6 separate regions of the Mus musculus genome follow, and all the other regions are linked to region 3. A link is a contact called in public HiChIP or PLAC-seq and promoter capture Hi-C data. All regions are on one chromosome and are shown on one strand. Each heading gives the region's core, a stretch centred on a gene start, on an enhancer-like site or on the middle of the called end of the contact. The rest is flanking DNA. Distances are from core to core; before and after follow the strand shown. Region 1 holds the start of Gpx3 (glutathione peroxidase 3). Region 2 holds the start of Cdkn2aipnl (CDKN2A interacting protein N-terminal like). Region 3 holds the start of Septin8 (septin 8). Region 4 holds the start of Vdac1 (voltage-dependent anion channel 1). Region 5 holds the start of 9530068E07Rik (RIKEN cDNA 9530068E07 gene). Region 6 holds the start of Nhp2 (NHP2 ribonucleoprotein).

The links. Promoter capture Hi-C pulls out the DNA fragments that hold promoters and counts their contacts. HiChIP or PLAC-seq counts read pairs in DNA pulled down with a chosen protein or histone mark.
Region 1: a contact with region 3 is called in a promoter capture Hi-C map of liver, with 4 times the contacts expected there. The contact joins the promoter of Gpx3 here to the promoter of Septin8 in region 3. A contact is called at or near these places in 2 of 39 promoter capture datasets (both in liver).
Region 2: a contact with region 3 is called in a FOXA1 HiChIP or PLAC-seq map of pancreatic cancer cells. The contact joins the promoter of Cdkn2aipnl here to the promoter of Septin8 in region 3.
Region 4: a promoter capture Hi-C map of embryonic stem cells shows a contact between it and region 3, with 2.6 times the contacts expected there. The contact joins the promoter of Vdac1 here to the promoter of Septin8 in region 3. A contact is called at or near these places in 2 of 39 promoter capture datasets (embryonic stem cells and hippocampal neurons) and 3 of 115 datasets of contacts at active chromatin or transcription factors (astrocytes, forebrain and large pre-B cells).
Region 5: a contact with region 3 is called in an H3K27ac HiChIP or PLAC-seq map of epiblast stem cells, with 6 times the contacts expected there. The contact joins the promoter of 9530068E07Rik here to the promoter of Septin8 in region 3. A contact is called at or near these places in 2 of 39 promoter capture datasets (cranial neural crest and hippocampal neurons) and 1 of 115 datasets of contacts at active chromatin or transcription factors (epiblast stem cells).
Region 6: a contact with region 3 is called in an HNF4G HiChIP or PLAC-seq map of pancreatic cancer cells. The contact joins the promoter of Nhp2 here to the promoter of Septin8 in region 3.

Annotation. Positions count from the first base shown.
Region 1 is chr11:54,900,497-54,904,577 of GRCm38.p6, forward strand. Gpx3 (glutathione peroxidase 3) reads left to right here and starts at 2,358. Exons shown (of 5, transcript NM_008161.4): 1 at 2,358-2,556. The coding sequence starts at 2,470.
Region 2 is chr11:51,965,131-51,969,721 of GRCm38.p6, forward strand. It overlaps Cdkn2aipnl (CDKN2A interacting protein N-terminal like), which reads left to right and starts at 2,501. Exons shown (of 3, transcript NM_029976.3): 1 at 2,501-2,827. The coding sequence starts at 2,589.
Region 3 is chr11:53,517,094-53,521,313 of GRCm38.p6, forward strand. Septin8 (septin 8) reads left to right here and starts at 2,643. Exons shown (of 10, transcript NM_001347496.1): 1 at 2,643-2,946. The coding sequence starts at 2,917.
Region 4 is chr11:52,358,301-52,362,608 of GRCm38.p6, forward strand. Vdac1 (voltage-dependent anion channel 1) reads left to right here and starts at 2,551. Exons shown (of 9, transcript NM_011694.6): 1 at 2,551-2,852. Gm51894 (a long non-coding RNA gene) reads right to left here and starts at 282. Exons shown (of 2, transcript XR_003949674.1): 1 at 191-282; 2 at 1-43.
Region 5 is chr11:52,394,100-52,398,036 of GRCm38.p6, forward strand. 9530068E07Rik (RIKEN cDNA 9530068E07 gene) reads left to right here and starts at 2,329. Exons shown (of 3, transcript NM_153117.2): 1 at 2,329-2,504. The coding sequence starts at 2,369.
Region 6 is chr11:51,618,482-51,622,447 of GRCm38.p6, forward strand. It overlaps Nhp2 (NHP2 ribonucleoprotein), which reads left to right and starts at 1,292. Exons shown (of 4, transcript NM_026631.4): 1 at 1,292-1,496; 2 at 1,601-1,670. The coding sequence starts at 1,337.

The sequences.
Region 1 (4,081 bases), core at 1,108-3,607, 1.4 Mb after region 3:
CTTGAACTTGTCATCCTCCACACAGTGCCCCAAGTAATGGGGTCACAGGTTATGCCACCAGCTTTCAGGCTCATCTCTTTGCCTGGTTGAATTTAAGGAAGGCATTTTTGTTTTATATAAAGTTTTACTTTGTAGTTCAAGCTATTGGTTATTTGAGGGGAAGCTTCTTTGTTCCCCCGTTTTGTTTTTGTAAGAGGGTCTTGCAATGTATAGTAGAGCCTGACCTGGAGCTTGCTCCTCAGATTGGTCTTGAACTTGCCACCCACAATCTCAGCCTCCTTAGCCACCGCAGAATCCTTGGGACTCATGCCTCCTCTGTGTAGAATGCAAAAGCTTTCTTTCTTTCCTTTTTCCTCCCCCCCTCCCTTGTTTGTTTTGAAACAGGGTTTTTCTGTGTAGCTGTGGCTGTCCCTGAACTTGTTTTGTAGACCAGGCTGGCCTTGAACTCACAGAGATGTACTTACTTTTTCCTCTGTCTCCCAAGCGCTGGGATTAAAGGCTGTGCCACTACATCCAAGCAGCAGTTTGCTTTCTTATACACATGAAGACCACCCATAGTGGCCTGGATTCTTCCACATCAATTATCAATCAAGAAAATGCTCCCACAGGCCAGTCTGATAGAGGCAATCCTCAACTGTGGCTCCTTCTTCCCAGATGACTCCAGTTTGTGTCAAATTGACAAAACCAAACCAAACCAAACCAAAACCAATGCAACCAAGCACTGCTCATGGACACAGTCATTCAAAACCCAAAGCCTGAGTATTGTGAGTGGGTCACTCCCAGAGGATACAGAAAAAAAGGGCAACAGAACAACATGGACCAGAGACTGTCTTCTGGTAGGTTATCTGCCACAAATTTACTGCAGGAATTTTCATAAAGGACTGCAAGGTTGCTAGGCCTCAGGAACTTAAGGTTTTAGAATAGTGATATCAATTAAAAACCTACTGTGTCAGCTAGTCACATGCCTCCATGGTATAAGGGCTTCCTGGTCTCCAGGTTCTTTCTACTTCAACACAATGAGTTTATCCATTTATTTATTATTGTTGTGCTGGAGGTTAGAAGTCAACTCTCAGAAACCAGTTCGTTCCTTCCTTGCACCCTTGGTTCTGGAGATTAAACTCAAGTCATCAGTTGCAAGCCCTTTTATTACACAGCCTTGTGAGGGCTTTTACCTGCTGAGCCATCTCACCAGCCCCACCATAGAGCCAGGCCTTATGAGTGCAGAAAATTTCAAATTCCACGGGTCACATTAACTCCCTGAATCATAGTAAAAGCATGGTACTTCGAGGCATCTCTGAGTCAGGAACTTTTCAGAAGGCCACCTAATCTAGGACTCACACAACCAAGACTGGGGTCAGGGGCCTTCGAATCCCTTCTGCAATGAGTCTGAAGGCAGAGGCTCAACACAGTGGTTCTGATGTGCAGCCCAAGACTGTCCTAACAGCTCTCCAGCCCACTGTGGTAGCAAGGCAGGATGCACCAAACCTCTATTGCAGACCGGATTAAGCCTGGAAGCTCTCAATCTAGAGATGCCTGGCCTGACCTTATATGAAAGCACAAACAAATCTGATGATTTAATGATTGATTCAACAAATATTTAAACACCTGTTGTGTACACTCAAGAGACTCCTGGACTAGGCCTACTGCTTAGAAGCAAATCACATAGTCAGAGCCTGGGAGACCTTAGAGCTCATTAACCAATCCCATCATTATAGTAGAGGAAACTGAGGCTCAGAGAAGGGAAATAATGAGTTTAAGACCACAGAGATAGACACATAATTTTTATGTGCTAATTTAAAAAAAAGGTGGTGGTGGTGTATTTTCTGGTTCCTACTCTCCTGAGCTGTCACCCACAACCTAACCGAGAAGGCTGAATTTAAAATCACGTTCACAGATCCCTCTAGCTTGCTGATGCTGGGGATTGAATAAACCTATGGCCTCATGCGAGCTGGTCAAGTGCTGTACCACTAAGCTACATTCCCAGTTGGCGCAGGGTCTCAGTCTGTAGCTAAGGCTGCAGATTGCACTGAACCTACGCAATCCTCCTGTTTCAGCTTTTTGGATTCTGCGATTACAGGCGTGAGTCTCTACACCTGGCTCACACAGTGCTTATTATTTGCACTAACGGGTTCTATGTTAAGTCCTCGGGGCCCTAGGTTTTCAGAGCTTGGGGAAAAAAGCTGTGTCCTGGGTGTTGTCTAGAACCTTGGCCGCGCCCATCTCCTGTTCTTCCCAGGCAGCCGGGCCCCCTTCTCTTCCTCCTAGGCTTGTGTCACCGTCGCCCCGGTCTGGGGAGAGGAGGAAAAAGGGGCGGGTATGTCTTGCCCTTTAAATCTTAACCGCGTTGCCATTGGCTAGGAAGCCCCCGCCTGGCTGCGGATTGGCCACAGTGGATGGCTTGAAATGTGGCTGAGCGCTTCGGACACCTCAGACGGACGGTGGCCACCCCAAGACGCGCCCCAGCCCGCCATGGCCCGGATCCTCCGGGCATCCTGCCTTCTGTCCCTGCTCCTGGCCGGGTTTGTTCCGCCGGGCCGGGGACAAGAGAAGTCTAAGGTGAGTGAACCTCCGGAGCTCAAGAAGAGTCCATGGCACCCAGGTGTCCACTGCGCGACTGGGAGAGCCACTGCTTCCCCAGAGGCACCGAGAGCCTCACTTGTAACCCTCGGTCTCTGCGCTCTTCCAACACAGACCCGCGTGCTTCAGAGGGCAGTACTAACCCAGGAGGGCAGTCTTTCCCGAGTTTATACATTTTCTTCCACTGTCATCTTGGGGTCGCTGGTGGCCACAATCCTGAAAAAAAATTGCCGGGGAAGAGGGTGGGCCGATGGTTTCTTCACTCATCCCAGGGCGCTGGAGGCAGAGATCTGTGACAGGAAGAATTTTTATTTGGGGGCGCATCCCTTTCTGGGCCTCAGTTTCTCCATCAGCAGGGCGTAGCTGGAGAGGATGGCTGGAAGGCTATGGAACCCTGCAGTTGCTTTCCCTATTCACAGTTCACTGGCCTGCCATGCATGGAGCAGACACTGTAGCTAGAGAAGCCAACCCAGGCCAGGAAGTCTTCTGGAGCTTCATCTCTCCTAGTCTAGCTGTGGTACCCTGAACTGGAATAGAAATGGCGAGCCTGAGGGCAGATGCCCCGGCATGCTTATCTTCTTGGTCAGGCCTGTGCTGGGTGGGCTCTGTAGGCCTCTCCTCTTCCCTAGGGTGAGAATGCAGAAAGCATGAACCCAAAGAAAGAGACTGTGGTCCCCAACTTCACACACACCATGCACACCATGCACCCCTGCACACTTGCATGCGTGGGCACAAAACTGGGTAGGCTCTAGCTTTGAGTTTCTAAAATCCTCAGGGTCTTCCTTCTAAGATCTTGTATGTCCGAGAGAGAGAGAGAGAGAGAGAGAGAGAGAGAGAGATTGATTAGGGGGTGTGGTGTGGAGATGGGGTGGGGGTGGACGGGGGCACTAGCCCTGTGCCTTTAGTGTGGGAACTGCTTGGGTTGGGGGTTGAATCCTGTCCTGAGGAGGCTGCAGGAAAGCACACTGGCCTTGTGCTGTCCATAGAATGAAGGAGAGATGGGTGAGTTCAGAGGGAAGAGAGAGAGCAGTCTAGAAAAGTCTTAGGGTGTGGTGTTATCTTATCTCATAACTAGCTGAAGCTTCTGGCTCCTCACAGCCCAGGCATGCCCATCTGAGCTCCCAGGTCCTTGGAGTTAACACATTACAGCTCTGGCTTCTGGGATTCAACTGCTTGCCTGGATCCAACTTCAGAACAAGGGAACAGGGAGGGGACGTGTGCAGACCCAGTGTGATAAAGCCACTGAAAGATGTCCTCTACACTCAAAGGGAGGGGCAAGGACAGGGAAAGCCTCTGTCTGGTCCAGGTTACAGCTGCAGAAGGCTTTGCATAGCTGTGGACTACCAGCTGCTGACGTGGCATCCTAGTAACCACTGGTTTCTAGGTGACTGACTGCACAAGGCAGAGAGCATCATGGGAGCACAGGCTGACGTCAAGGCTGAAAGGCCTTAAGTGGACCTGAATCCCACTCCATCTTACAGTTGACAGGCTGGAATCCTGAGAA
Region 2 (4,591 bases), core at 1,251-3,750, 1.6 Mb before region 3:
AGTGGGTGCAAGCAGCAGCCTCCTTGGAAGGTGTAGCCTATACCTTGTTTGAATTGCCCCGAGGGCCTTCAAGATAGAGTTTCTGATGGATATACTTGTCTCTGAGCTCAGCCATCCACACTCTAGGCTGCAGGCCTCTAAACCCGCTCACCGCCTCTGGGAACCCCCCAGAACACAGTGGTCAGGCCCACACAAATCAGGTCATCATGTCTATCTGCTTCAAGATGCAAAATAAGGAATATGTGTCTGAGGGTCTGGGAAAGGCCAGGTTAAAGTTCACTGGTCACCAGAAGATCTACATCTCAAAGAACCGAGATTCATCAGATTTAATGCAGATGAATTTGAAGTTATAGTCGCTGAAAATCAGCTTATCTTTGGTGTCTGTGGGGTCAAGTACATCACCATTTGTGATTTCCTAGCCCACTGGCAGCCCTTCACTCCTGAGGCTGACTTCCACATTCTGCCAATGTTTACTAATACCACTCACTCACATCCAAAATAAGCAAGCAAGCAAAGAAACAGAAACAGCAAACCACAAAGCAGATATACTGGCTCATGCCTGCAATCCTAAATGGAAGTCCAAGGATCAGTATTTCAAAGCTAGCCTAAGCTACCAAAGGAGTTTGAGACCATCCTGGGTTACCTAAGAACCTGCTTTTAAAAAGCAAGTACCACTTCCCATACATACAGCAGCAGCACACCTGTAACCACAGCATTTAGGAAGCTAAGGCAGGAAGGTTGAGACTTCAAGAACTCTCTGGACCACAGAAAGGGACACCATCTCAAAAACTAAGTAAATAAAACAACAAAACAAAAGCACATGCACAAAAAGCCAGACTAGATGGAAAGATGTGTCGTTGCCATGTTTGTAAACTAGAAGATTCGCTAGTGATATGTTAATTCTCCAATGAATCTATGTAGTCAACATGATCCCGTATGAAATATCAACAGTCTGCTTCTCTAGAAGTCAACAAAGAGATGCTAAAATTTATATCAAAATCCAATAGCATGGTGGAACACACTTAAAATACCAGCTCTGGAGAGGCTCAGGCATAGGCTTATGGCCTATGTTATTAAAAAACAACAAAACAACAACAACAAAACAAACAAAGCAACTGTAGTTGTGGGTGGCTGTAAGCCACAATGAGGGTGCTGGGAACTGAACCCATATCCTCTGGAAGAGCAGCCAGTTATCTTAACTCCCGAGCCATCTCTCTAGCCCCCATGCTCTCATTTCTAGACCAACCACTGCAGTACACAACCAAGGAACCAAGGATGTAGCTCACTGAAGCCTCCGCAGTGTTTTTAAGAGTCAAGCATCTTTCTCTGGTGATAAGGATGGCAGCAAATTTCCAGGCTCAAATAATTCTCCTGCCTTGACATATGGAGTAGCTGGGACAAAAGGTGTCTGTCACTGTGCCTGGCACATCAAATGTCCTCAGAGTCTGATCAGCTGAAGCTAGAATCAGAATTACCAGGGACCTTGACTCTGGGTATCTGAGGTTTCACTTGGGAACCTGCCACTGCAGTATCAGTCAGGGTATGGCATCTGTATCCTGGGACTCAGCTCTGGTCGCTGTTATCCAGTTAACTTGCTGACTGCTGGGGGAAAGCTGTTTCTGTCTTTGGATTCTCATGTTTGGTTCAGATGTTCCAAGCCGTAGTGTCAGCACTGTGTCTTCCTGAGGTGAGAGCACCCAGCTTGGTGCTGGTCCTCACTGCTCTGGCATTTGCGGACTGGATTGTATTTCTGCCTGCTGGGATCCTAACACTGCCACAGAAGCCACAGAAGGGAGCAAGCAAGCAGTTGTAGGCCAGCTTGGCCGTGTATGACCCTGGGGGAGCGGGAGGGAAGGATCTGCAATAGTAAACAGTATATAATGAACTTCCTTGAAGCCCACTCACCACTTAAGACCTTCACTAGATCTGGAGGTCCTGAGTTCTAGGCTTTCTTCTGACTCAAGCTTACATTTTATATTTTTACATTTATTTACTTGCTTGGTGTGTGTGTGTGTGTGTACATCAAAGTACCACAACTTGCATGTAGAAGTCAGAGGACAGTTTTCAGGAGTTGGTTCTCTCCTTCCACCATGAGGGTCCCTCACAAAGTCCTTTAGAGTGGGGCATCCTGGGCACGAAACAAAATGCCTTGTATGTACTGATTGGATGATGAATACAGCAAGATAGGAGAACACAACCTCAGTGAAGATGTTGAGATAACAGTGGATCCATAAAAGAGAGGACCTCACTCCCAAGGGACAGCCACAGAACTTAGGGCAAACCTCAGGTGTGGCTGAGGATAGACAGATGCCCGGTGAACGACCCAGGGCAAAAAGGGCACTGCAGAGTCCCAATGGGCACCTAGCTGCCAGCTCTATGCTGGCGGGCCTCAAGCTCCCCAGCAGTTGCCACACACGCTGGGTTGCACTAGACCTCCGTGCCCCGCGAGGGCGCTCCAGATAAGTCCTCCAGAGCACTCGCCCTCAGCCGTGGTCGCTCTAGCCGTGCGGCGGCGGCGCGGGGCGTGTCGGGAAAGCGGCGGGCTGGTGCGATCCTTAGCGGCGGCAGCGGCTGCGGCAGCGGGAGCCATGGTGGGTGGCGAGGCCAGCGCCGCGGTGGAGAAGCTAGTTTCCGGCGTGCGGCAGGCCGCCGACTTCGCCGAGCAGTTTCGTTCCTACTCGGAGAGCGAGAAGCAATGGAAAGCGCGCATGGAGTTCATCCTGCGCCACCTGCCTGACTACCGAGACCCACCCGACGGCGGCGGCCGCCTGGACCAGCTGCTGTCCTTATCCATGGTCTGGGCCAACCACCTCTTCCTGGGTTGCAGGTGCGGACCCCCGACAGCTGGCTGACCTTGTCCCCATCAGTCGATCCTCAGCTTGGGCATATACACTGCTCCACGCTGAACCTGGCGCCAGCCTCCTACTGATCCCCTCTTAGCATTCCCTCGGGAAAAAAATCTCTCCTCTGAGCCTCGCTTTTCTCTTGTGAATGAGTGGTTGGGATGACTACAGCAGCTGAATGATAGGGCGTGCAGTGCAGGTGTGCTCCAAGGCGGCCGAATTGCAATGGTCATTGTTATTACTGTTTATTAGCCCAGAGGACTTCCTTTCCAGAGTGTGTTTGAAGTCTATTAGCTCCTGTCGCCCACGTGACAAAAGTGCAGACTCTTCCTCTAGATGAAGACACCTAGCAAGAGGATGTGATGTATCTCACCATTGGTGGGTTTCACGCTAAGGCAGGATGTAATCTTTTCTCCCCTTTCTCTTCTTGGCTTCCCTCTTAGGAAAGTAACCCATGCTATCTTGTTGCTGTCCTAACTCCCCGCCCTCCCCAGTCTTTGTGATCACACCTGGAAGGCAAGAGCCTGGCCTTGAGATATTCCACCTGGAAATGACACCAGGTTTTTATACTCCCTTGTGATTTTTAATTTTTTTTTAAAGATTTATTTATTTATTATATGTAAGTACACTGTAGCTGTCTTCAGACACTCCAGAAGAGGGAGTCAGATCTTGTTACGGATGGTTGTGAGCCACCATGTGGTTGCTGGGATTTGAACTCCGGACCTTCGGAAGAACAGTCGGGTGCTCTTACCCGCTGAGCCATCTCTCCAGCCCGTGATTTTTAATTTTTGAGGCAGTCTTCCCTTATAACTGAGACTGGCCTCCAGTTTACTGTGTAGCCCAGGCAATCCTAGAACTTGATCCACCTAGGCAACCACGTCCTGAGAGGCATGCATGGCCAGGCTCTTCCAGGCTTCTAGAGTTTCGTGAGGTTGTGTTAGAACAGGAGACCCTCACTCATACCTGATTTTGTAGTGGTCACAGGACCCCCTCCAGGCCAAACTGCTTGGTTTACTTTTTGGGTTTTGTGTTAGGGATGAAACCCAGGCCCTTACACATCCAAAATAAGCACTCAGTCACGAGCCTCATCACCAGTGCTGAAGCGGCTTGGTTTCAGATGTTGGGATGATTTGTCAGAACCGGATGTGGGGACGCTGAGCTAGACACACCCATCACACACACAGGCCCATCCTCCTTCCTGCGGTGCCCTTTAAAATCTGAGATTACAGAATCCAAACTCAGACACGTGACGGAGAACTGAACAAAAGGGATAAATGGTGTTATTTTCATGAGACCAACGTTCTGTGTGTTTTAAAAATAATCCAATTTTTAGGCCCTCAAATCTCATCCATGAATATGTACCACCAGGTATATGGTGCTCCTGTTTCTGTAATTTTAATTTAACTTTTTGTTTGCTTGTTTATACCTATTTTAAATTTTATACCTATGGGCATTTTGTCTACATGCCTGCACTGTAAGAGTGCCTCATGCCGTTGGAGGCCAGAAGACAGCTTTGGATTCCCTGGGATGGAAGTGCAGGTGGTTGTGAGCCACCTGACGTGGATGCTGGGAATTGAAACTGGGTCCTCTGAGAGCAAGTGCTCTCAACTGCTAAATTATCTCTCCAAACTCCTGTTTTTGTAATTTTTAAAAAGATTTTTATTTTATGTGTATGACTATGTACAAATATGTACCTAGTATCCTCCAAGGCCAGAAGAGGGCGTCAGATATCTGAGACCTGAAATTAA
Region 3 (4,220 bases), core at 1,393-3,892:
CCAGGCTTTTTATTAAAGAAGAAAAATGAAAGTCATAACAACAATAACAGGAGAACCATGAAAAACTGGAACCTCTGTGCAACAAAAGAAATGACAAACTATCAACAGACACAAGAGAAGCAAGAGGCCAGGAAGGCCCTGTTTCCTGCAGTGAGGGCTGCCTTGTTTAGATTCCTACTGGCTTTGCATATGAGGTGGGGAGGGATTGGGGTCAGGGCAGGGTGGGGTAGAGAGTGGTATATAGTTTGCTTTCTCTGAGACAATGTTCATCAGGCAACCAAAAGCTCTGAGGCTCTGAGGACTTCCTCCGGGACTTCTTCGCCTTTGATCATGTGACTTTGGGACTCAGCCTACCCTAGCTGTACCCCTGGGTGTGTATAAGGACCACATGGAATACTGCTGCAGAAAATCCTACATGTGAAAAGATCAGTCTACTCACCTTGCAGCCCCCACAGACTATCCTTACTCCTTCAGAAGTGCAAACCCACAGCTGCGTGGACAGAGTAACTCACATAATATGAAAATCAGAGGCTTGGAGATGAGGAGAAAGTTTTCCTAGGAGAGTGGACACTTCTCAAGAGAGGGAAGTCACCAGTCTCCCTGGTGTGTGTGTGTGTGTGTGTGTGTGTGTGTGTGTGTGTGTGTGCCCAAGGAGGCCAGAGGCATCAGACACCCCTGCATCTGGAGTGACATGCTGTTGTAAGCTGCCCCACGATTTGGATGTTGGAAACTATGGGTCTTCTAAAAGACTGCTGAGCCGTCTCTCCATCCTTCCTCTTTTTTATTTGAGACAGGATCTGTCTGGTTGGGATTAAAGGTGAGTGCCACCACACCAAACTAAGTGGATGTTTTGAAATAACACTCGAGTGGAAATGAAAGGCCATTTAGAAGGTAGTCTAAGGCCAAGGAGGAGTGAGAAAGAAAAAGGCAGCGAGGAGAAACTTGCATGTTTCCTTGCAGCAACTGTTTCAGATGATGGAATCCTCAACCCCGCATGCTCTCCCCATGCACTCCGCATGCTCTCCCATGCACTCCCGGGGTCAGACATTAGGGCTAGAGGAGACACTAGCAAACAATGGGTTCCAATCACAATTTAAAGCCCCTTGCTTGTTTTTCTTCATTTTCAGAGACTTGAGGGACCCAGTTCTCTCCATTGTGTAGATCCCAGGGATTGAACTCAGGCCATCAGATTGGGTGGCAAGCAACTTTACCCGCTGAGCCACCTTGCTGGCTCATGGATACACGCCATCAGAAGAGTAGCTTTCATAGTAAGGTTAAGAAGCTGGGTGTGGGATGTGATTCAAACAGGAAAGTTCATCACTAATCCACCTCCCCACTCTAACCACTGTGCTGTGACCCCAGGTGTTTGTTTGCTTGTTTGTTTGGGGGGTGTCTTGTTTCTTTCTTTGGGGGGGGGTCACCAGACTGGCCTCCATTTTGTTTTATAATGGAGGATGACTAGAACTCTGAACTGTCCTGCCTCTAACTTCCAAATACTAGGATTATAAATGTGCCCCTCACATCTGGCTTATGCAGTGCTGGGGACAGAACTCAGGGCTTCCTGCACGCTAGCGAGCAAGCACTCTACCAAACTGAGCTGCACGGGGCCACATTTCTTGTCAGAGAACGTACAAGGAACAACAGCACGGTGGAGCATCCAACAAAATAAAAACACTGTTAAGAACTCCAAGATACTTCAGCTGGGTACCTTGGAGACAAGACATGGTTTGTAAAGAAAGAAGGGAAAAGCTTCTTCTCTCTTCAGAGAGAGAGAGAGAGAGAGAGAGAGAGAGAGAGAGAGAGAGAGAGACTGACTCTATGGAGGGGACAGGAAGTGTTCCACAGCACGGGGTGTGCCAAGTCCAGATGTGGTCTCCAGATACCTCCAGCAGGCATACGTTTCCACTGAGGGGAGGACAGGGTTGTTTCTCAAGAAGATATTGGGGGTGGGATGCACATTCGTGGGTAGTGGAGGGACAGAGGCAAAGTTTGCCTTACTATCAGGGAGACCTTAGGGAAAGGCAGGGAAAAGAAGACGGGGCGAGCTAGATCTTGTAGTCACTGAAAAAGTTTACGGAGCCTCTTGAGACGTTTGTGTAGGTTTTTTTTTGAGTGGTATGGTTGGCGAAGATGTGCGTACTGTGAGAACCAAGTTCCTCTCTGCATAATGCCATAACTCCAAACTCGTGGGACAAGCAGGGTGAGGATCACTAGCAGTATGCTGCGCATAGATGTCGAGTCCGCTTCCCAAACTGCATCTTTCTCCGGTTCATCATTGCGCAAGGAGCCAAAGGCTGCCTGGCAGGATGCACCGGTCCAGCCCAGGGCTCCCGCCCTAGCTCCAGCTTAGAGCATCAGGTGGGACCTATGGCACAGGCAGAAGAGGCTGAGGGATCTCTCTCGGACCTGCAGCGCATGAACCATCCGATCGGTGGTCCCAGTGCGTTTGCAGGTTCCTGTAGAGACAGTCAGCTTGGAGGCAGAACTCCCAGGGCACACGTAGCACCCCTCTGTGCTATGCACTAATCTGGCTTCCAAGGGACACTCAGCAGGCCTCGGAGAGGCCCGGGTCCCCCAGACGTGGCAGTCCGGGCCCCCCACCTCACAGACTACAAGTCCCAGCAGCACCCGCAGCTAGTACCTCCTGCCAAGCCGCGGAGACCCCCGTCGGTCCCAGCCGCGGGGAGTGCGCTGTGCTGGGGCCGAGCCGGGTAGGGAGGCCGGTCCCGCGGGCGGGGGCGGGGCCGGCTCCGCGGCTTCTCCCGCCGCCGCCGCCGCCAAGGGGAGTTTCCAGGAAGTGGCCATATTGGATCCATTCAGCCGCAGCCGCCCGGGCGGAGCGCGTCCCGCAGCCGGCTCATCCCCGCCGCGGCCCCGGCGTTCCCCGCAACCCGCCCGCCCGGTGCGCAGCTCGCCATGGCGGCCACCGACTTGGAACGCGTCTCGGTGAGGCCTGTGGCGCGCAGGGGCACGGGAGGGGGCGCGAGGCGGGCTGTCAGCACCGCGCGGCGGGGCCTCGAACCCCGGGACCCGGGAGCTAACCCCGGGAGGGTGTCTCAGAGTGTTGGGCTTCGCGCGATGTGAGCTCTTTCGCGGGAAGAAGCCAAGATCTGGGCTGATCGGGGCAGGTGTGAAGACAAGACTCGTGTCCAGAGGGGAGGATCCCGGACGCCCCCGACTCTTCTCTCCCAGGGTGTTCCTGCACCTCTGGGTACTTGCCTTTGCCGCGCAGGTGCTGTTATCTGGGTGCAAAGAGTGAGGATGGAGCCCCAGGGATCCAGGGATTTTTCTACCCCCCAGCACACACACACATTCCAGAAAGAGCTCAGGGGAGTTGCAGACTTTGGGTTGGAAGAACCCAGGCTCGCTGCTCATCTCCTCCACTGCCCTCCCGGGAACCTGGATCCTGGGTGCGACTCCAGACAGGTCCAGGGCCTCAGTGGTTGGCTCTGGCTCTGCGGCAGCCATTCCCAGGAGCTGAAGTGATTCCAGATCCAAACCATTGAGTGTTTGTTTGGGCCCCAGTCTGGACCTGCCTCTCTCTAGGCTGACGCCCCTTGGTGGTCCTAAGGGGGGTGTCTGTGGACTTGAGCCAGGCTATAGCATGCGGAGGGAGGCCTTTTGGGGGTTGTCTGCACTCTTGGTGTCTAAGGCTGGATTTGGGTGTGTCTGGGAGGCTAGGCTGTGACGGTGAAGGAAGCTGTGTCCTCTTGCCAGCATGTGAGGCCCTGGTCGACTGGAAGGGGAGGAGGGGAAGAGAGGGAGGAGGTGGAGGAGGGCCCAGGGCTGTTGGAGGGAGGGAGAATTCTGAATGTGTGACCGATAACGAATTGGTTCTGGGGCTAAATAAGGGAGCCAGGACTTATGTAATTTTGCTATAAATACTGTCATCTGAATTTATATATGCAAATTTCTTCTTTAATCTGAAAATACATTTGTTGGTCTTTGCGAATATGCATAACAAAGCAGGAGCTTTCATAATGTGTAGACTGGTGTGTTCTGTGCCCCTTGGGGAGGGGGCTGTGTGTCTGTTAAGTAAGTTTGACTTCATGGGTAACAGATGCAGAGGCTGGGCCAAACCAAGGTCCACTTCACTCCCGCGGCGTGAAATGCAGTACGTAAAATGGAATTTATGTACTGCAGGAAAACAGCTGAGTCCTTATAAACCTGCCTAGTGGATGGAGACCAAAAGGGGTGTGTGTGTGTGTGTGTGTGTGTGT
Region 4 (4,308 bases), core at 1,301-3,800, 1.2 Mb before region 3:
GCAGGAGGACTCTGTCACTTGTCAGCTCCAACTCCAACGAAGCCTGTGCATGAGACAAAAGTGAAATAGGGTCACTTATCCCAACAGACCTATGGTCAGGACAAAAGTGACATAGGGTCACTTACCCCCAACAGGACTATGGTCAGGACTGGCCCATCCCCACAAGTCAACAAGACATCTCTGGACTCACATGGAACTGAAGTAGCTCTGGGGACCCCAAACTCAGGAGGGGGATCCATGAGGAAATGAGCTCAAAGCGTCTTGCAACTGCACAGTGTTCTGCTTGCTTTTCTGGGCCAACAGAGATGCAAGCCTGCCGGAGGAGTTGGCAGACTCAGGACATCCTGCTGTTTCCCTAAAGCTTCTGGATTTCTTAATTTGAATCTGCAAGTAAGAACCCGACTGGCCAGGCTTGGATCAGGTTTTCTGTCTCAGGCCAATCAGCTTTGGCAGACTCCGTAGAGGGGAGGCTGGGCAGAGTCCAGTTTAAAAAAAAAAAAAAAAAGGTGACTTGCTTTTCCCCTCCCTGCAGGCTGTGACTGGGAAGAAAGATCAATGAATAACATTTCTGGTGCACTTGGATTTCAATCCCAGGGGCTCCCAGGTCTCCTCCCTATTCTGGCTGATTTTCTTTGCCTTTCTTGTGTGGCTAATTCTTTGGATTTAAAACCTTCCCTTCTGGAAGGAAAGAGATTCATAAAAGTCAGGTTCAGTCCTCAGCACTAGAAAGTTAAAAACAAACAAACAAACAAACAAACAAAACCCAAAACATACATGGCTTGGGAAGTCCAGCTATCGGACTCACGAGGTCCCTCTAGTCAACAGTTGCTGGAGAGGGAACTCTTGAGCTGCTGATAAGTCATGCATTGGTCCAGGGATGCATGCAGGTTTGTTAGTTGGGGGCCTTTGGGGTGATCTTTTTAGTTACCTTGAGTTACCTTGTAAATAAATTAAACACTTTCCCTGGTTTGCCGACGTAGACTTTGGGTGGAATTCTTTAATCTGTCATCTGTGCCTTCTCTACCGCAAATAGCTGTCTGTCTCCCCAGCAAAAGTGACACAAGCCACTCGCTGAGTTTTAGGTAAGTGCCTTACCAGTCCTCTGCATCTCCATTCATTTTAAATTAAAACCAAGACTCCCAGGGCGCTGAACGGAGGTGGCGCACACCGCCTTTAATCCCAGCACTTGGGAGGCAGAGGCAGGCGGATTTCTGAGTTCGAGGCCGGCCTGGTCTACAGTGTTAGTTCCAGGACAGCCAAGGCTATACAGAGAAACCCTGTCTCGGGAAAAAACAAACAAACAAACAAACAAAAAACAAAAACAAAAAAAAAACCCAAAAAATAAAACAAAACAAAAAAAAAAACCAAGAAAGACTCTCAGGGCGAAGTTCCGAGAAGCCAGACTTTCTGCCCACCCACGACACACAGCCCTGGGCATCAGGGCTCTGGGTCAAGTGTTAAGATTCTTGGAGACAAATCTTGTGTCCCCAGGTCTTGTCCTTCCGACTCTGCCTCCCTGTACGCCCCTGTGACTCAGCAGCTTTCCCTGCCTGGCTTTAACTCCGGGAATGGGCTGGGTGTTTGTTGCCGGGTAGATAGAGCTGCAGACTTGGGAACAGGTTCTTTCTAATGCAAAGCAAGCCCTGTACCACGGAGCTATCTGTTTGCCCACATTCTATTTCGAAGGGCTTTCCCTCATAGTCTTAACTAGATATGGGCTTAGGCCCCCTTACATTCCCTCTCCTCGGCCTCTCTCTCTCTTGGTTCCCTTCCTTTAGCCCACGGAACAGCATTTTCAATCTAGAGTGGCTGCGGATGCCCAGCTGTCTTGTTCAGCTACAGCAGGTTGTGAGCAACCACCTGGCGTCTCCTCTACTGGACCCCAAATGCCTGAATTCTCCTCGGACGTCTGTTAGTAGAAGGCAAAGGGTGTGAAGTCTTCACTCACATGTGATTTCACAAACTCTCCAAACCTGATTTGGTTAGTCTTGGTGTGGCACGCTCAACAGGGCAGGAGGCCACGTGCTGAGACCAGGCTGGGAAAAAGTGTCCGCCCTCTCTACACTGCAGGAAAGCAGACATCCAGAACCCGCGTGACCTCACGTAGCGAGACTCCGCAGTCTCACAAACCCACTTTGTCTTTTTTAATTTCTTAAATGCTTGGGAAATGGCGGAAAGAGGCTTTGACACTAGGGAAGATTGCACGCAACTTTACAGTGCGGAGCCGGCTCTCGGGAGAGTTTAATTTGCAACTGACTCGCTGACGCACGCGGGCGTGTCGCAGGCTCCGGAAATCAAGGTTGGAGCAGAGGGGACAGTAGCCGCTCTGACCTATACAGCGCCACTTCCAGAGCCCAGTGTCCCCACTGGGCCTCCGAGTGACTTGCAGCCTCGGCGACTCCGGCGACACTATCCGCTGAGGTCCCTAGGCCACCGCTCTGTGTGCCGGAAGCTCCCCTCCCCCTCTTCCCAAATGCTTCCAGCAGCCTGGAGGCTGCAACAGTGACCCGCGTGTCCCCGCGCACGCACACACCTCACGCACGTCAGACCCACGCCTCCCTATCGCCCCGTGCCAGAGTGCACGCAGGCCTTTACGCGCGGCCACACATGATCACAGAGCCGCAGAGGGCGAGAGCGCGGCTCGCGAGTGGGAAGAAGACCCCGAGACTGGTCTGGGCGCTGTCCGGGGTGGAGCCGAGGGCGGAGCTTCGGGGTCCGGCGCGCAGAGCTGGGGCGTGTCCGCGCCGCCGCGATCTGCGCCGCTCCGCCCTCGGCCCGTTCGCTGCGCTCCCAGCCTCCTCGCCGCAACCCCCGCCGTAGCTGCCGCTGCTCCCGCCGTCACCGCCTCCGAGGTAGGCGCAGCGGAGAGGGCCTGGGCTATGCCTGAGTCCCCAGGGCCTCGGGTCGCGCTCCTGGGAAGTCTCCAGGGAGGCGATCGAGGGAGGTTCGGGCGAGGGCGCTGGGCCTAAGCGCTTGGCCCCGGGAAGGGTGAACCAGGGACGATCATTGCGGGCCTGGAGGGGCAGCGGGCTTGTAGAGGAGGCCTGGAGGGCGGGCGCAGAGCGGATCTCCCAGATTCTAGCTCGAGCGTTCAGAGCACCTGCATTTGGAAGCCAGGGGCGGTTCGAACATGCGAGGAGCGGAAGGGCAAGGGCGGCCGCGTGGAGGCCCGGCGGGCCGCGGGTCTAGGTGACCTTCCCGGCGGCGCCCTCTGGCTCTAGATCCCGTCGGTGTGGATCTGGTAGAGACCCTCCCACGGCCCAAGCCCTTCCCCACCAGCTCCAAGGGCCTGTGCAGACCCAGCTTCCTCCGCCGAGAGGACGAACTCCAGGCACGGCCATGCCCTGGATCCCCCAGCCCCTACACGCCCTAGCCGGCCCACGCCCGGAGTAGGTGGCGCCGGGTCCCTCCCGCGCATGCCAGTGTCTTCCCGGGCGGAACGGGCTGCCCTGAGTGGACTTAGGCCGCAGGAACAGGGACCTGGGCCTGGACTGAGAGCGAGACCCCATAGGGAGCCATACGCTTGGCCTCCTTGGCCTCGGGGACGGAGTCCGTGTTCTGTGTCGCCAAATGCAACTGTGCATTCTGGAAACTGTTTTCAGGGCCTGACATCAGATTGGAGGCCCGCAACTCTACACGGTTTGTCCAAGGTCACACTGGTAGGAAGATTTAAAACTTCAATCTTCTCATCTGCGAAATAGGAGCAATTATATACACTTCACTGAGTTTGGGGGAAAGAATAAAATGATCCGATTAACACGAAGCCTTGGGGCATGCACAAGGACACCTTAGAAACCTTGACATTTGCCTAGGAGACCTAGGAGCTTTTGGGGAGGGTTGAACTCATCCTCCACAGACTTTTATTTTATTTTATTTTTTATTCCACATGGTGTACAGGAAGGGACTCCATGAATATACAGGCGTATTATTTTAATGCCATTATTACTAATGTCAGAAGCAAGCATTTGTGCAGCACCAGGTATTGAGTCATTGGAGAATAATTCACGAGACACTGTCAGTTTGCAGATTGACAGCTGTCAGGCTGGAGCACTAAATCTGACTGCAGACCCAGAATGCAGGAAGAGTGTGGGCTTAGCTCAGGTGTGTGCTGTCCAAAACTTCTCTTTCCTTGACCAGAGATATGGGTGAGGGGCTTAACTCCGGCTTGTTTACTAGCAAGCCAGGCATAACTGCGGAGGGCCTGCCTGCTTTTCTCGGGACTGACAAAACTGAAGGGCCAAACTCAGGCTTGTCTTCAGGGACTTGGGTGGGACCACTTGGCACACATTAGGTGGTTAAGAAAGGTCT
Region 5 (3,937 bases), core at 1,079-3,578, 1.1 Mb before region 3:
ACCATTCCATGTACATGGGCTTTATGGCAGACTGTGAAATGAGGTAGATGAATGGCTTCTTGGTTTGTTTAACAGAATCTGTGTGCTTTTAAGATGTCTTGGGGTCAGAGAAATTGGCTTTGGGAAAACACAAGCTGTTTCTGGGGAGGGAATTGCAGAGACAGCAGTGAAGCTGTTGGGGGCACAATAAATGCCAACTGCTCATTTTACTGAAAATTAGTGAAATGAACATATATGAATTGAAATCTATAAGAAACATTCACACAACATACTCACAGATGGAAACTGTACCAAGGCTCTAGGCAAACTTTCTAAATTCACACTTCTCTTCTTTCTTTTTCTTTCTTTCTTTCTTTCTTTCTTTCTTTCTTTCTTTCTTTCTTTCTTTTTTCCTGTGTGTGTGGGCAGGGAAAGGGGGAGAAAGCATTTCTCTGTGTACCCCTGGCTGTCCTGGCACTCACTTTGTAGACCAGGCTGCCCTTGAACTCAGATATCCACCTGCCTCTGCCTCCCAAGGTTTATATTTTAGTGTTTCATCAAATATTTAACACTTCTCCGTAGTTAAGGGTGCATCAATAAACAAAGTAAGGTCAAGTTGGCCTTGGCAGGCTTGCTTTTGTGTGTGGGGCGCTGTAAGAGAGGATAATATTTAACCGGATGATAGTGTTATAAAAGAAAAGCAAGGAAATTGGCTAGAAAGTCAGAAGGAGACACTGGCATTGAGAATAGGTTCAAATGTTCCAAAGACATACGTCTATCACTTTTTACATTTTGTAAAACAAACCTCTCAGTATACAAAAATATAACCCAGCAAGTGGGAGGTGAAGGTGAAGGAGTTCAAGGTTATCCACTGGGTAGAAAGGGATTTTGAATGCCGGTGCCTGGCAAACACAGAAGTGGATGCTCACAGTCAGCTATTGGATGGAACACAGGGCCCCCAAAGGAAGAGCTAGAGAAAGTACCCAAGGAGCTAAAGGGGTCTGCAACCCTATAGGTAGAACAACAATATGAACTAACCAGTACCCCCGGAGCTTGTGTCTCTAGCTGCATATGTAGCATAAGATGGCCTAGTCGGCTCGGCCATCATTGGGAAGAGAGGCCCCTTGGTCTTGCAAACTTTATATGCCTCAGTACAGGGGAACGCCAGGGCCAAGAAGTGGGAGTGGGTGGGTAGGGGAGTGGGGGGGGATATGGGGGACTTTTGGGATAGCATTTGAAATGTAAATGAAGAAAATACCTAATTAAAAAATAAAATTAAAAAAAAAAGGAATTTTGAGGCCAGCCTGGGCCACTTGAGATCTTGTTTCAAAACCAAAACCAAAAGGGTGCTGGAGAAATTATTCAACAGTTTAGAGCAATTGTGCTTGTAGAGGACCAGGGTGTGGTTCCCAGGAGCCACATGGGGTGGCTCATAATCACAGCAACCTCCAGCTCCAGGGGAGTAGACGCCCTCTTCTGGCACTGGAGGGCATTTGAACTTACACACAATTTTACTCTTTCTTTATTGTTTCTTTAATGCTTATTTTATCATTATTATTTTTTGAGACAGGGTTTCTCTGTGTAGCCCTGGCTGTTCTATAATCGCTTTGTAGACCAGGCTGGACTCGAATTCACTTAGATTTACCTGCTTCTGCGTCCTGAGTGCTGAAACTAAAGATATGCACTATCACACCTGGCTAGTTTTAATTCAGAAATGATTGCTTGCATATATGTTTGTGTACCCCATATGCCTAATGCCTGTGGAGATCAAAAGAGGTCTTATAGTCAGATCCCCTGGAACTGGAGTTAGAGGTGGCTGTGAGCTGTTTAATCTGAGTGCTGGGAACCAAACCCAGTCCTTTGCAAGAGTAGCAAATGCTCTCAACAGCTGAACATTCTCTCCAGCTCCATATATATATATATAATCTTTCTTAAGTGTATTAAACTTGTGTGTAGTTGTTTTACTTATGAGTTTCTGCATCAGTTATACGTCTAGTGTTTGAGGATGCCTAAAGAGGGCACCGTATACCCTGGGACAGATGGGTGTGAGTCCTCACATACAGGGGTGCTTGGAATCGAACCCAGGAGCTCTGGGGGAATCAGCCAGTGCTCTTAAGCGATGACCCCTGAAATACATCTCAAAGATGACAACGATAAACCACAGAGCAAAACAAAAAACCACCAGTTGAAAATAAATCCGTCCCATTCGCCTTTTTTTTTTTTTTTTTTTTTAAGCACCCTTTTCTACACTCCCACGCTAACCTTTCGGGTTCAGAGATGCAACGTCATCACGCCGGGACGTAGCTGCTTCGGGAGTGCGCTTCGGACGCGTATCTGACGTCACCTCGCAGAACCTAGCAACAGCGCAGGCTCGGGGGCCGAGTCCGTTATGGCCGCCTCCGCCCTGGGCAGAATGTGCGGGGCTGCACGAGAGAAGCTGTCTCCCGGGCCGGGCGCCCGGGGCCTCGGGGCTCTGGCGCGATCTCTGGTGCTGGCGTTGCTGCTCGTGCCCGTCCTGTGCTCTGGTAATGAACGCAGGGAGACGGCGAGGGACCGGGTCGGGCCCGACGGGGACGGAGCGCCGCCGACTCACGGTGGTTCCCACCGGCCGAGTTCCCGCGCCCAGGGCTGGGCCCGAGTTGGGAAGCGCTCCCAGTGCGGTCTCCCCAGGCCTGAGAAGTGGGGTTGTGAGATTCAGAGACCCGAGTAGGTGGGCGGGGACGGGAAGTCCCCGTGTCGTGGACGGAGTCTCTGAGAATACACTCCCTGGAGGAAGGGCGCTCGGTGTGGAGGGGGGAGGTCCCCAAAATGGGGAGTACAGAGATCTCGCAGACTGGATAGGAAACAGGCCGAAGAGATAGTCGGAGTTGGGGAGAGTGATGTTAAGAGAGATGCTTGAGGTTAGAGGGACAAGCAAGGCTAGGCAAGTTTTTGTTTTGTTTTCCCCTTCGAAATGGTGAGGTCAGAGATAAAGATAGGGACAGCGACCCAGTGTTGGGACTGAATTGATTGACTGTTCCAGAGTGGAAGAGGGGAGGAGCTGTTTGTGGATTCCATCTCTGAGGTCTGAGAAGTTCTGGGGCTTTTGGTGTAGAGGCAGAGTCCGGGGACGCTGACCGGCTGAGGGCCTTGGAGGAGGAGTAGAGTTTAGAAACAAAGGGAGAGAGCGTGTCTGCGGCAGATGCCCTTCCTTGAGCTGAGGTTTTACCGAACGCCCTCTCGCCTCATTTGAGAAAAACTTTCTTTTCTTGCAGATGCTATAGCATAAATCAGGATATTAAAGCCGTTCTTGAAAGTGAAATCTGTAAACCGAGGCAGAGATTTAGCAGGAGAAACTGAGCATTGTTGAGTAGTCATATTTTTCTTTCTGTCCAGCGTGCAATCATTTTCTCCCCAAGTCTTTATTGATTTTTTTTTTCAGATGAAAACTTAATGTGAACTGGGGCTGACTTCCTTCTTTGCCCAGGGAGACTCTCCAGCCAATCACCCGTCCCTTTATTACAGTGCTGGGTTGCATACATAGTTTCCTTCCTCAGCAGCACTGAAAGCAGGCAGCTGACTGCCCTAACTGGAGGGTTTTGGAGTCTGTGGGAGGAAAGACTAGGTTTTCCAAGGCTCTTATATCTTGGGTAGAATGTAATGAGGATTTCCCTGGTGGATGCAGACATAATTTTGATCTTTAATCATCTAGAGCAACAGTCTGTAACTGCATCTTTAGGAGTAATCTGACACCTGTGGCTTCTTTGGGTACTGCACCTAAGTTTGTGTCTCACACACACACACACACACACACACACACACATTCTCTCTCTTTCTCTCTAAATGTTACCTTTATTTATTTATTTGAGACACGGTTTCTCTGTGTAGCCCTGCCTGTCTTGGAACTCACTCTGTAGACAAGGCTGGCCTGGAACTCAGAAATCCACCTGCCTCCGCCTCCCAAGTGCTGAGATTAAAG
Region 6 (3,966 bases), core at 42-2,541, 1.9 Mb before region 3:
CTAAATGTGGGCCTGATTTTTGGCATCTGGCACTCAGGATCCTCCTTCATATTCACCCTTACCAGCTTCAGTCCCTCTACGTCACAGAGCTGAGGTCCCCGTTTCCTGTTGCTCCAGGGTTCTCATTAGCTAGCTGGACTCTTCATCCAGCACATGTCACCTTCCTTCCTACCTTTCTGGTTTTTCAGATTTGCTTTTAACATTTAAGAACTTTTGATTGATTTATTTCCTGTGTGTGAGTGTGTTGCCTGAAAGCACATCTGTGCAGCACATGCACTCCTGAGGCCCTTGCAGATTAGACATTTCAGATCCCCTGGAACTGGAGTGGGTTTTTTTGTTTGTTTGTTTGTGTTTTTTTGTTTGTTTGGGGGGGGTTGGTTTTTGTTTTTTGGTTTTTATTCAAGACAGGGTTTCTCTGTATAGCCCTGGCTGTCCTGGAACTCACTCTGTAGACCAGGCTGGCTTTGAACTCATAAATCCACCTGCCTTTGCCTCCCAAGTGCTGGGATTAAAGGCATGCGCCACCACTGCCCGGCCTCTTTTTTTTCTTTTTTCTTTGCGGTTTTTTTTTTTTTTTTTTTTGGAGACTGTTTCTGTGTAATCCTGGCTGTCCTGAAACTCGATCTGTAGAACAGGCTAGCCTTGAATTCAGAGTTCCTCCTGCCTCTGCCTCCCAAATGCTGAGAGTAAAGGTATGCACCACTACTGCCCAGCGGAAGTCACTATGTAGACCAGGCTGACCTTACTGCCCAGCGGAAGTCACTATGTAGACCAGGCTGACCTGATCCACCTGCCCCTGCCTCCCCACTGCTGGGATCAAAGGTGTGCGGTTTATAGTTTGTGCAACAGGATCTAGGAGGGGGAAAAGAAAATATGAAAAAACTTTCAGGTGCGCCAGGCTTTACCTAACCAGCAGCAGCAGGTCACAAGGCAGGTCACAAGGAGCTCAGGGGACACAATCCCGTTGTGTATTTTCCTTCCACCCGCTCTTCAATCTCTCCGGGCCCCGCCTCTTTCCCTTTGGGCTCCGCCTCTTTCCCTTTGGGCCCCACCTCTCGGCCCCAGGCCCCGCCCCTTTCCCTCTGGAAACCCGGTTCTAAATTCGGCCTCCCTGGGATTCCCGCGGTGAAAATCCAAATCCCGTGCTTAGATTGACCTTTAACTCCGCCCCCATATCCAAAATCCCGCCCCTAGAGATCTACTTAGAGATTGGTCGGTGTAGAATATTTAGTTTCCCAATTGGTCACAGGGTAGAGCCACTTGAAAACCCGGAAGTGATGTCGGAGGCGGCGGCCGCGTGGTTCCTCTATGCCGGGACGGAGTTGTAGTTGCTAAGATGACCAAAGTAAAGGCCGCTCCCGAAGAGTCCGAGGCGCAGGCGGAGGGCTGCAGCGAGGAGCGCACGTACAAAGAGCTGCTGGTCAATCTGAACCCCATCGCGCAGCCCCTGGCTTCCCGCCGCCTGACGCGCAAGCTCTACAAGTGCATCAAGAAGGGTGAGGCGGGCGCGTGGCGATCGCGGTCCGGGACCGGTGACTTGGGCGGCCCGGGGTCGAGCCTCGTGAGCGAGGTGTCGGCTCACGCTTCTCTCTCTTTGTAGCTGTGAAGCAGAAGCAGATTCGTCGCGGGGTGAAGGAGGTTCAGAAATTTGTCAACAAGGGCGAGAAAGGGTAAGAACCCGGCTTCCTCTGGTTTTTAAGTTTTGTGTGGTTTTTATTTTTATATTCCAGTGCCGGGGATTGAACCTAGGGCCTTGTGCACGGTACACAAGTACTACGGCACTAAGTTTGGCTTATTAACTGGTTAAGAAGAAATTCCACCTACTCAATAAAGGTGAAGTTGACCAACCAGTCTAGCAGTCAACTCCCTTCACTACCAGTAAATGGAACTCCCAGTAAATGACAGGGAAGAGAATAGGAATCCAGCCCGTGTAAACTAGAGTCCTGATCATTCACTCTGTAGAACGGCACAACTTTTTCAGGCTCTAGGCAACGTGCTATATGTAGAGAGACATTTTCCCAAGTAGGGCAGGGGAGAATGCGGGCTAGCTTCCGAAGTATAGCTAGTTCAAGGCCGTCGTGGTCTATGGACAGGTCTCAAAACAAACAAAACTCCCAAAAGGAGAAAATGATAAGCCAGTGATAGGCCTTTAATCCCATCAGAGGCAGATCTCTTAAGTTTTCAGCCATGACTATGTATAGAGACCCTGTCTCAAAACAACAAAGGAAGAGAATGAATGAATGAAGGTTTATTTGGGGTGAGGGGGTGGAATCCTGAGAAGAGTAGGCTCTTGGACAGGGCAGTGTAGTGGCACTTACACAATGTAAGTGGTTACTCCTTTTAAGTGTATGACTGTTTTGCCTGCGTGTATATGTTGGTGCATCACTGGTGCCCTTGGCAACCAGAAGGCAAGGTGTAAGGTCTCCTTGGACTGGAGTTAGAAATGGCCATGCACCCCCAGAAATGGCTATGCATCCCCGTATGCCGGCTCTCCAGCCCTCCTGGGCTTTCTTTTTTTTTTTTTTTTGAGACAGGATTTCTCTGTGTAGCCCTGTCTGTCCTGGAACTCATTTTGTAGACCAGGCTGGCCTCAAACTCAGAAATCCGCCTGCCTCTGCCTCCGGAGTGTTGGAATTAAAGGCGTGCCCCACCATGCCCGGTTTTGTTTGTTGTTGTTGTTGTTGTTGTTTTCTTTTTCCCCCTCGTGGGCTTTCTAAGGTAGGTTTAGTGTTCTCAGAACAGAGTGCAAGCTGAGGCGTGACATCGAGGGAAGAATTAGGAGAGGCAAGTCAGACTTAGTAAGCTGTTATGGCCCAAGGCAGGTGATGGGCAGGAGCTACAGCTGAGGGATTTGAGAGACGGTGACATATAATGACTTTGCATGCTAGTTTGGGCTGTAGTGTGTGACTGCAGACAGACAGTGGAGGAAAGCCAGGTTTGTGTGAAAACATCTGAAGTGTGGTTTTTAGATACCTTTTATTACGTGTGGGTGCCTACTTGCATGTGTATGGACACATGTGCATCTGGTACCCATGTGAACACCAGCGGACAACTTGGAGAGCTGATTCTCTTCTGCCATTCAGGCCCCTGGGATTGAACTCAGGTGGCCAGGCTTGGCAGTGAGTGTCTTTACCCTCTGAGGCGTCCTGAGTTGACATGGAAAATGCCTTGGACATGCTCTGCTTAGCTATTCTACAGGCAGATGTTTTGGTAGGGCAGATGGGGGCTGGTAGCTTCAGGTGGCCCCTGGCACCATGATAGGTCAGGAAGGCAAGGAGAAAGGGACCACAAAGAAGGACAGCAAAGGAACAAGTGGAAAGGACCAGCCTTGTGCCAAAGGGAACGGAGTATGCAAACAGATGTCTACCACCCTTACACCGGGCAGATCTTCAGGACTTCTGGGTCTGGTACACTGACAGCTCTCAGCCATGGTTGAGGGCCCTGGCAAGCTTTCTCTTGGGACAGAGTCTGTGTGTTACTCAAACACTTAGGTGTGATCCCTGCCAGTCCTCTCAGCTTTGTTCTCTGACACCCCCCCCCCACCACACACACACACACTAGTTATCTATTGCAGAAGGCAACCAGCCCTTCAGTACCACCCTTGGCCTTATTCTGTCCCCACACCTGCCATTCTGGAATCATCATGGCACTCAAGTCTCTGTTCAAGGGTCATCTCCTGGTTGGAACATAACTGACTCTAAGGAGAGCCGAGTTCCTATTTCGTGGTATTTCTCCTGTACCTCATCTGTCCCAGCACTTCACCTCTAGTCACATTCGGTGGCATTTACATGCTGTCAAGTAGAGACCATGTCCCCAGAGGAATGCATTTGCCAAACATGACTTTGTACTCCTTTCAGAAGTTGAAGGCTAGTGTGGGGGTCCTTGGTTGGGGTGGGGCATTTTCTTGGACTCTGCCCTCACAGCCAGGCTGGAGATAGCTCTTAGAACTGAAAGGGAAAGAGACGG